Linked DNA regions of Oryza sativa: region 2 is linked to region 1. Evidence: chromatin contacts called from public HiCAR-type data. All regions are on one chromosome and are shown on one strand. The core of a region is the stretch at or near the end of the contact, and the rest is flanking DNA. Distances in the headings are between cores, read along the strand shown.

Region 1 (4,441 bases), core at 95-2,594:
TCCAACAAAGAAAGATTAGTGGTACAACCAGTGCAAAAGTATGTTGCTCTGGACGTGTAGCAGCTACCAGGGTTCTCTCCCAACAGTCAATTGATAATTTCTCTCATTTCTGTTCATTATCAAGCCAGGTTATTTGTGGTAGAAAAAAAACCCCCAAACATCCCAAAAGTGTGGTTCCCTATGTTACTTTTGTAACAAAGGATATAAAATTATCAATTACTACGTTCTTTACAGCTACTTCACTAGATTAGTACCGCGGATAATTTGATCCATGCCTGTAAAAAATAACATCTTTCTAGACCACTACTTGTTTAAGCTATTTGTTAAGTTTATTTCTAAAAGTATTAAATATATCGTTATAATTAAGTAGATAATCCGTGACAAGAATCCTGTGAATAATCTGTTTCAAACGTTATGAATATGTGAGGACCATAGTGTCAGACATGCTTTTTGATTGCATCTTTACCTGAAACGTCCATGAATAACCAGAAATTGCACAAACTAAGGCAAACGCTATGTAAACAAGAAGACATGAATTTTCACTGGAAAAAAAAAACCTTGTGACCATGGTTTGTCAGACATATATATGGACAAACTAAGTTGATGTAACGGCGCACCAACTCAAAAGATATTTTTCCCCCTTAATCATTTTATTTTTTTTCTTTAGGTAATGTAACAGTTTATCTTGTAGGATTGTTAGTGATCAACATAAATATTGGGTCGTACAAACAAATATAGAAATAATTAATTTGAAGTCGGAATTAACCCATACCGTCTGGGAGGCTGAAGTGGCGGCGGAGGTGTGGAAGCCATGGCCGGGATCGTGATCGAACTCCAAGTAGTAGTCGTCGTCGTCGCCGGAGACGAACTCCAGGTCGTCGTGCAAGTCGTGGGCCATGGATGATAATATGTTAAACCCGGGAATCAATCTGCCAAAAGAAGAGGAATGATTAGGGGAGATTCAGCAAATAATTAAACGTGTGTGTTTATATACAGTATCTCCATCTGTTGGAACTGGAAATTAACTCGATGCAAAAGGAAAGGGAAGGCGAGATTGATGAGGTGAAATCCAAAGGGGGAATCAAGAACAGCGTGAACTGTAACAAACAAGGAGGAGGAGGAGAGCGTGAGAAAAAACGACAGCTCACCCGAAACGAAACGAAATGCTCCTTCCTCCGAACAACCAACCAAACCCTTCTGTTCCTCCGATCTTTTGCTGGTTGGGTTGTTCACTCGACCTGAATGCAAATCAGATCACTAGCTATGTTTGTTGTTTTTGAGTGGTAGTAGAACTAGTCACCAGCAGTAGTAGGGAGGAGGGGAGAAGCGTAAAAGAAAAGTAGCCATTAATTTCTTTCTCCGAGGTATATATAGGCGAGCCCTGCCTGCCGTTTGGACCCCGTCGGGGCGCCGTTGGTTTGGACTGGCGAGGTGGGCCCACGGGTGGTGGGGGCCGCACGGTGTGGGGTTGTCTAGGAGCCCAGGCCCAGCCGTGTGCAGGACAAGCAGCATGACCATAAAATGGATAGGCTTTTCCGCACGCGGGGCTGAGGACTGGGGTGATTCGTCGCTCTCGCCGGCCGCCACGATATGGCGGATCTAGGGACGGGAAGGCATGGGCTGGCATGTGTTCTCATGCTGACAGCCATGTGCCGTTCTCGTTCGCACCTGACGTGGAATTCTCTCGTGCAATATCGTACTGTAGTACCCATCCCTTTCAGGTTACAGATTATTCAAAGTTAAACTACTTAAGTTTGACTAATTTTATAAAAAAATAGTAATATTTTTAACACAAGATAAATATAATATGAAAATTTATTCAATTATAGATTTAATAAAACTAGCATATGCTAGTGTTGTAAATATTATTTTTTTAAGAATTAGTTAAAGATTAGTTTGACTTTGACCAAAATTAAAATATATTACTACCTGAAACGGAGGGAGGATAAAGTTTCAAAAGTCTTAGAGGAATCGGGAATGTAATATATAGTCAGTTTAAATGCAAAATAGTGTACCAACACTACGTGGTTCTCTGAATCGACTCAACACAATGGAAGCTATCGTTTGGCTGATTTTAACCATAACCGAAATGGCATATTTTTTCTAAAAAAAATAATTTGTGAACAAAACTTTTATATACGTGTTCTTAATAGTTTAAAAAGTAAAGACTATAAAATAAATTTCGATAAAAAATCTTAAAATCAACTTCAAATTTAAACTTGAAAATTTAAATTTTAGCTGATAAGTAAAAGCTTAAGTGGAAAGATGAGGCCAAATGTGTAAATGTGTGTGCCCTGCTTGCACCACACCAGGTCCAGTGCAGGACAATGTGAGCGTGAGCGGCTGGTTCGTTCGCGTGGCGTACGTCGCGCGCAGACAGGCCACCACAGCCTCCCAACAGAACCCTCCGCACGGAAAACAGATTAATTAAGTGTAAGCTATTTTTTTAAAAAATAGATTAATTTGATTTTTTAAGCAACTTTTGTATAAAAATATTTTTAAAAAACGTACCGTTCAACAGTTTGAAAAACATACACGTGAAAAAGGAGAGAGACGGTTTAGAAAAAGAGCTTCCGAACACACCCCATGTAGCTTTGCTTGCTTTGTACTCGTGGTACTACGTACTAGCTACCTCCCGCATGGCGCACGCGGATGAAAGACCGAGAAGAAGACGCTGCAGATTGGAGTCGATGGAAGTAGTTTGGGTGATCGGTCCCGCTGCTTGCTATGCTAGCCCCGGTAGGGGGTGTATATACGCTGCCGACAAGAGACGATAGCTGTGCCCATCTGCCTGCCCTTCCACACGTGGCACCGGCCTCTCACCCTCTCGCCCAGGCCACACAACTCCCACCCAAACCCAACCACACGTGGCACGCGACACGTACGTGCACCACATGCACGTACACCTGCAACGCTGGCCCCCACCATCATATCAAAACTGACGCCGGCCGTCCGTCCGTCCGTCACTCAAATTAATTAACCTCCCGTAGCCACCTGGCTGCTTCAACGACACCGATCGATTCATCCTCCACGGTGGAATTTGGATTCGCGCGCGTACGTCACGATCCATCCGCCCATCGATCGATCGTTCCGGACGAATGCGAAATGCCGACCGGACCGACCAACTCCACCTCTACTAGTAGGAGTATAATTTAATTTGGTCGGTTGGACCAGACACTGTTCTTCGTTTCAACTTATTTGGATGACAGGGACTTTGCATACGTTCGTAGGTACGTGTTTGTTTATCTATAGATAGATAAACACCGGTATATATATATATATATATATATATATATGACACTCATATGGGGGTACCGGGTACCATGGTATGAAATACATAAATTCGTTCAAATTTTTAAATTGTGAGTATATACCTAGTTGTAAGAATTCGATTCATACCTATACCTAGCAATAAAACAACTCAAATTTAACTTTATTTCACAATACAATATTACATACCTAACTAATTATATGTTTGGATGCTATATACCTAGAATCAAAATCTAACAAAAATATGTTTAAATTTAGTTCAAACTTGTTTTTGAACTAGTTAGTAAAGTAGTTAATATTAATACCTAAACATTTAAAAAAAATTATACTCATTTGAATTGAGTATATACTCAATTTGAATCATGAAGCCCGGACACCATGGAGCACTAAATAAATTTTATATATATATACACACACAGTAGGCGCAAGGATTTAGATAATCCTTATTAATGCGTAGTACGTGCTCAATGCATGCTGAATACTGACAGGTAAATTATAATTTGTGCCGTGTTCCTTTCTACCTGACTCAAATTAATATACTCCCTAATTGTCATGATCCCCTGCAGTCTTGTGTTATCCGAAACAGTGATCATACGTAACTAACTAGCCAGATCACCGCTTGTCGTGTCACTTTTATTCTTTTCCAAGAGAGAAAATTAACCTGTCGCTGTTAGCGTGGATACTGTTTCAAATTGCCGATCGATCAACTAATTATTTCCCGGTTACTCGTGTCATGTGCCGCCCCATGTGTAATTAACTACGATCGGGAGAAAAATTGATCGCCCTCGACATCAGCTGATGACGATGTTACAGATCAACGATGACACTGACCAGAAAGATGCATGCATCGGGCGTCGGATTTTTTTTCCCTTTTCTGTTTATTCAAACCATGCAGATTGAGGAATTGCTTCCCTCATGTATTAACAGAGAAAGTGAAAGTTTCGCATTCTTACGGTGATATTTACTACTAGAGTATTGCTACTAGATAGGAGTATCATCATACATAAAAAGGGGATGTTTAGATCTAGGGATGTAAAGTTTTGACGTATCACATCAGGTATTATATAGGACGTTGCATAGGGTGTTTGGACACTAATAAAAAAACTAATTACATAGGGCCTGTTTGGATGCTTCGGGCTATTAAATATCCCTCTGAAATTTTGCTATTTAG
Region 2 (4,460 bases), core at 981-3,480, 130 kb before region 1:
CTTCAGTCACAGAAATGAGAGCGCACACCATGTAGGCTGTTCCATTTGAGTATGTCACAGCAAAGTGACTGACCATACCAAACTACAACACCACAACAAATGTTATGCTAGGAGAGCATAGCCTGTCTTTACCCACATCAGCAGGAAACAAACTTTATGCCTAACCGTCGAAACAGGAAAGCAAACTGGCAGCTCAATCTGCTGATAGAACGACTCCTAGGGTTCATCCTAAAGAGGAAAACACGGACAGCGACGGTGTCCACCAGAATGCTAAACCAGCGCAATGCTGCTCTCGCCGCCAGGAGGCTTGCGGTTCCCGCTATGATACTCTCGGGTTGGCGCCTGTCCTTCCGCGAATATGTTGCTCCCAGTCATTTCTTTCAGCTTCGCGGTGCTCAGATGCTTCTCCGCAGAAGCAGGGGCCTCGTCTCCTTTGAATATGTTGTTGCCTGTGAGATCGGTGAATTTCTTGCCAGTTATCTTCTTTGCAGTTTTCGTCACGCTGTCAGTGTTGGCCTCCCCAAACGAGAAGCTGCTCACCTGTTTGAGGAGAACAGTTATTTGTTAGATTGCATTTCAGGACACATAAATCGAATGAAGGAACAAGCAGGTAGCAGTACATTTGCATTTCTCACAGGTGTGTGTGAGGCACCGGTGCCATTTGCTGTGTTCCTTGCCCCATTAGGCCTTACATCTTGAGGGTCAAAAAGGCCATGGCCACTGAGTTCCTTTGATTTTGCATTTGAAATCTGCTTCTTCATCTTACTGTCTGCTTCACTTTGCAGAGTACCGCTAAGCTCACGCTGCTTTGCTACCTCAGCCACTGAAGTTGGCTTTTTGGGAGGAACACTTCCATCCTCAGCAAATGAAATGTGGCTCACAGTAACTGGCTGCAGATATTAAAAAAAATGCTTTAATCTCCATATCGTTCATTATGGATTCATCTGATGTAATGCAGTAAACCTAAGTCATGTTAGACAATACTACTGCCCCTCCTTGGCTCCCCTTTATTGAAAAAATAATTATCAATTTTGCCCATACCGCAGATTCACTAAGTACATTCTATAGATAATAAAATTGTGAAGCGAGAAACGATGGCAGCAACAGCAACCCATAAAGAAAAACAAGGCTAGTAGTAATGTTCATTGTTGAACAAATTAACCCTACAGTAGGACATTTGGGAACTTTTACCATGTAATCAGACCAATACGTTGGCATGATGATATTTGACATTTGAAGTGGGTAGAGCAAAAATATAGTATAGAAAACGAAAAGCTAAGCAATTTTCAGTTCAAACAACTAACTACAACTTGGATTAATAGGTTTTGTTCAACCCATCAATCTGAACTAATTTGTTCCACAGAGAAGCTAAAATACGCATTAACAACGCCGCGAGCTTTTCTCATAACTTTCACGCTAACAAGCAACACAGCATTGCAAAATTATGCACCCATCATATGAAATCGTGTAATTTCCAACAATAATATCTACTCTAGCATTACTCTAGTGCAAGAGAGAAAACCCCCAATCTGGTGAATTCGCTCCATTGCATCTCCCTAGAGCGAGCGAGCAAGCAAGCAAGCACCTGGTAATTGCGCGGGGCGGCGCGGCCGGGCGCGGCGGCGCTGCCGGGCTCCTCCGCCTCCCCGTCGGCGCCGGCCGCGAAGATGCCGCTCCCGGTCATCTCCTTCCACTTGGGCGCGGAGCATGGCTTCCTGAGAAAACACACACAAACACACAACCAACCAATCAATCGATCAATCCAAGCCGAGAAAGTAAGCGCGCAGGTCGGGATCACGCTTGATCTGGATCAAGACGACGACGACCACCACCTCCACCTCGGATCCCCCATTTCCTTACCTCTTGTTGAGGCTCTCGGCCTCCTCCTCCGTGACCTGGCCACCGAACACCACCTTCCTCAGCGCCTCCGATGGCTGCAAATCCGAGATGCGTGAGCTCAACCAAAAAAAAAAAAAAGAAGAAGGTCATCGGTGTGGAGGGGAAACCTGGTGGGGGCGGCGAGCGGGGGAGGGGGTGGAGGCGGCGTGGCCGTCGGGCTGGTGCTGCTGCTGCGGCCAGGCGAGGAGGTCGGCCGTCGAGGTGTGGGACTTCCTCACCGGCGCCGGCCGCTCCATCTCCTCTCCTCTCCTCGCGCTTTCTCTCTCTAGGCTCTACTAGACTATAGGCGTTGTTGTTTGTTGGTGCTATTTCTCTCTCTAGAAAGGGAGGTGGTGCGTGCGTGAGACTCGTGAGGTGAAGTAGTAGTAGTTAGGTGGTGTTTTGATCCAGGGACTTAACTTTAGTCTCTGTCTTTAGACACTAATTTAGAGTATTAAATATAGACTACTTACAAAACTAATTACATAAATAAAAGCTAATTCACGAGATAAATTTTTTAAGCCTAATTAATCTATAATTAGAGAATGTTTACTGTAGCATCACATAGGCTAACCATGGATTAATTAGGCTCATTAGATTCGTCTCGCAAATTAGTCTAAGATTATGGATGGGTTTTATTAATAGTCTACGTTTAATATTTATAATTAATTTTTAAACATCCGATGTGATAGGGACTTAAAAGTTTTAGTCCCATCTATACAGGGCCTTAGTAGTGTGATGGGCTGGAGCTGGAGGAGGAGGGTGAGGTCTAGTCTAGTCCATACGCGTGGCTACTGTAATTACTGCCCACTGACAGGTGGGGTCAGGTGTTCTTTCTTTTTTTTTCTTCTCCCAGTGCCGGTGGGACGGGGAGTGTACCGGGGGTGAAAAATGGGGTGCTGTAGCACATCGCGCACGGGCTTCACGTACACAGACGGCCAACCAGATCAGTGAAAGCACTGTAGTTGGTTGGTTCGTTCGCTTGTTTAACGCCGTCTTTAGTTCCCAAATATTTCTTCAAACTTCTAACTTTTTTATCATATCAAAATTTTCCTATACACAAACTTTCAACTTTTTCATTACATCGTTTCAATTTCAAATAAACTTTTAATTTAAGTGTGAACTAAACACAGCCTAAGTATAGTACTACATGCCCCATTGTTTGGTTTTTTTCCCTATTAGGGAATAAAAATAAATTTGTATGTAAAATTTTTATATGTGTTACTGGTAACTTGAAAGTCAATACTAAAAAAGAAATTACGTTGAAAATATCTCAAAATTAAACTTAAAATTAATTTTGAAAATTTAAAATTGGTTTTTTCTTTGGCTTATTAGGCCATTCGATGGGAGCCTACATATAAAATAGGTGCACTTTGTGACTAGTAATAGTTTTATAGAGTGGTACTGTATTTTCACATTTTTTTCCTATGCTATTTTAAAAGATAGGGGTGGTAAACTGGTAATGGTGAGCCTGCCTTCACTACTATTAACTGATATACTGTATGAGATAATTAGGTCGGTGCTCCTTGAAGAAATGCTCTGCTCGCTCTCAACAGTTTCTTGGCCATACAGTCACAACGAGTGTCTACTTGAACTGGCATACAATTCAAAAATCATTATTGTGTCTATTGTTATAGCTTAATGTTGGTTGGTATTAGTAACCTTGAGTGATATTTTAATTATCAACAAGAAAATCAGTGCGCTTATTGGCGTGCCTGCTATATGGCTTATCTTATATGCCCATTAGTCAATTGCATATACATATATTTAGTAAAATAAATTGATTTTATAATTTGCTTCAAGAGTATTACTATTTCAAAGAATCTCTTAATGTGAGTTTAGCTTTCAATGTAACCAATATCTGAAATATGTTCTATTTTGAGGGAAAAAACCATAATATTTTTTTCTAATGTTACTTTTCCTTATCTATTTATTTTTCTGATAGTGGCCAAAAGATGGCAAATAAATAAAGATATGTTTAGTAGATACTTTATCATATTACTGAGCTGGTTGGTTATTGGAAGAACCAAAGTAGTTGTTCAAATGTTAGAAGGCTCTCGATTTCTCCATTTTAGTTTATTACTTGAGAATGTTCTACATTTCCAAAATTGTTTGTTTAATAGAATGGCTCACTTTTATTTTAGGGGAAAATCTGGGTTTTTTTTTGGAGAGATCAGTTTTTTTCTACCTATTTCCGGTTTAGGAAATAAAAATAAATTTTTGAGGACAGCCCGTTATTTTGTTTCAATCCTCGTGAATTGGTAGTAGGTGACGTGAGTTTGGGGGAGTTGGTTGGATAACGCTAAATTTGGTAGCACCCCCTATCAGCAGATGCATGAACGATAAAAAGGATTCAGCTGTTGTCGTGGAACATCATGTGTGTTTGTTTGTACTGTAGTTTGACTCGGAGGGTGGAGGATCCCACTCACTCTGCGTACGACGCGACGAGCGGTTGGGATTCGCCGCGGAAACGCGAGCGCGACACATCAGCGTCCGTCCGATCCGGACCGACCAACCGGCCCGCGGCCGCCAGTGGTCCAGCCGCGTACGGGCCTTCGGGCCCTTGGGCCAAATGGTGGCCT

Evidence for each region. HiCAR-type assays count read pairs that join an accessible place to other places.
Region 2: a contact with region 1 is called in a HiCAR-type map of leaf, with 2.7 times the contacts expected there. The contact joins the promoter of LOC4333003 here to the promoter of LOC4332995 in region 1. A contact is called at or near these places in 1 of 15 Hi-C or Micro-C datasets (seedling) and 1 of 4 datasets of contacts at active chromatin or transcription factors (leaf).

Annotation. Positions count from the first base shown.
Region 1 is chr3:15,678,443-15,682,883 of ASM3414082v1, reverse strand. LOC4332995 reads right to left here and starts at 1,344. Exons shown (of 10, transcript XM_015777155.3): 1 at 1,149-1,344; 2 at 773-929. The coding sequence starts at 813.
Region 2 is chr3:15,810,821-15,815,280 of ASM3414082v1, reverse strand. LOC4333003 reads right to left here and starts at 2,230. Exons shown (of 5, transcript XM_015777804.3): 1 at 2,007-2,230; 2 at 1,861-1,934; 3 at 1,586-1,715; 4 at 621-890; 5 at 1-540. The coding sequence starts at 2,135. The coding sequence ends at 271.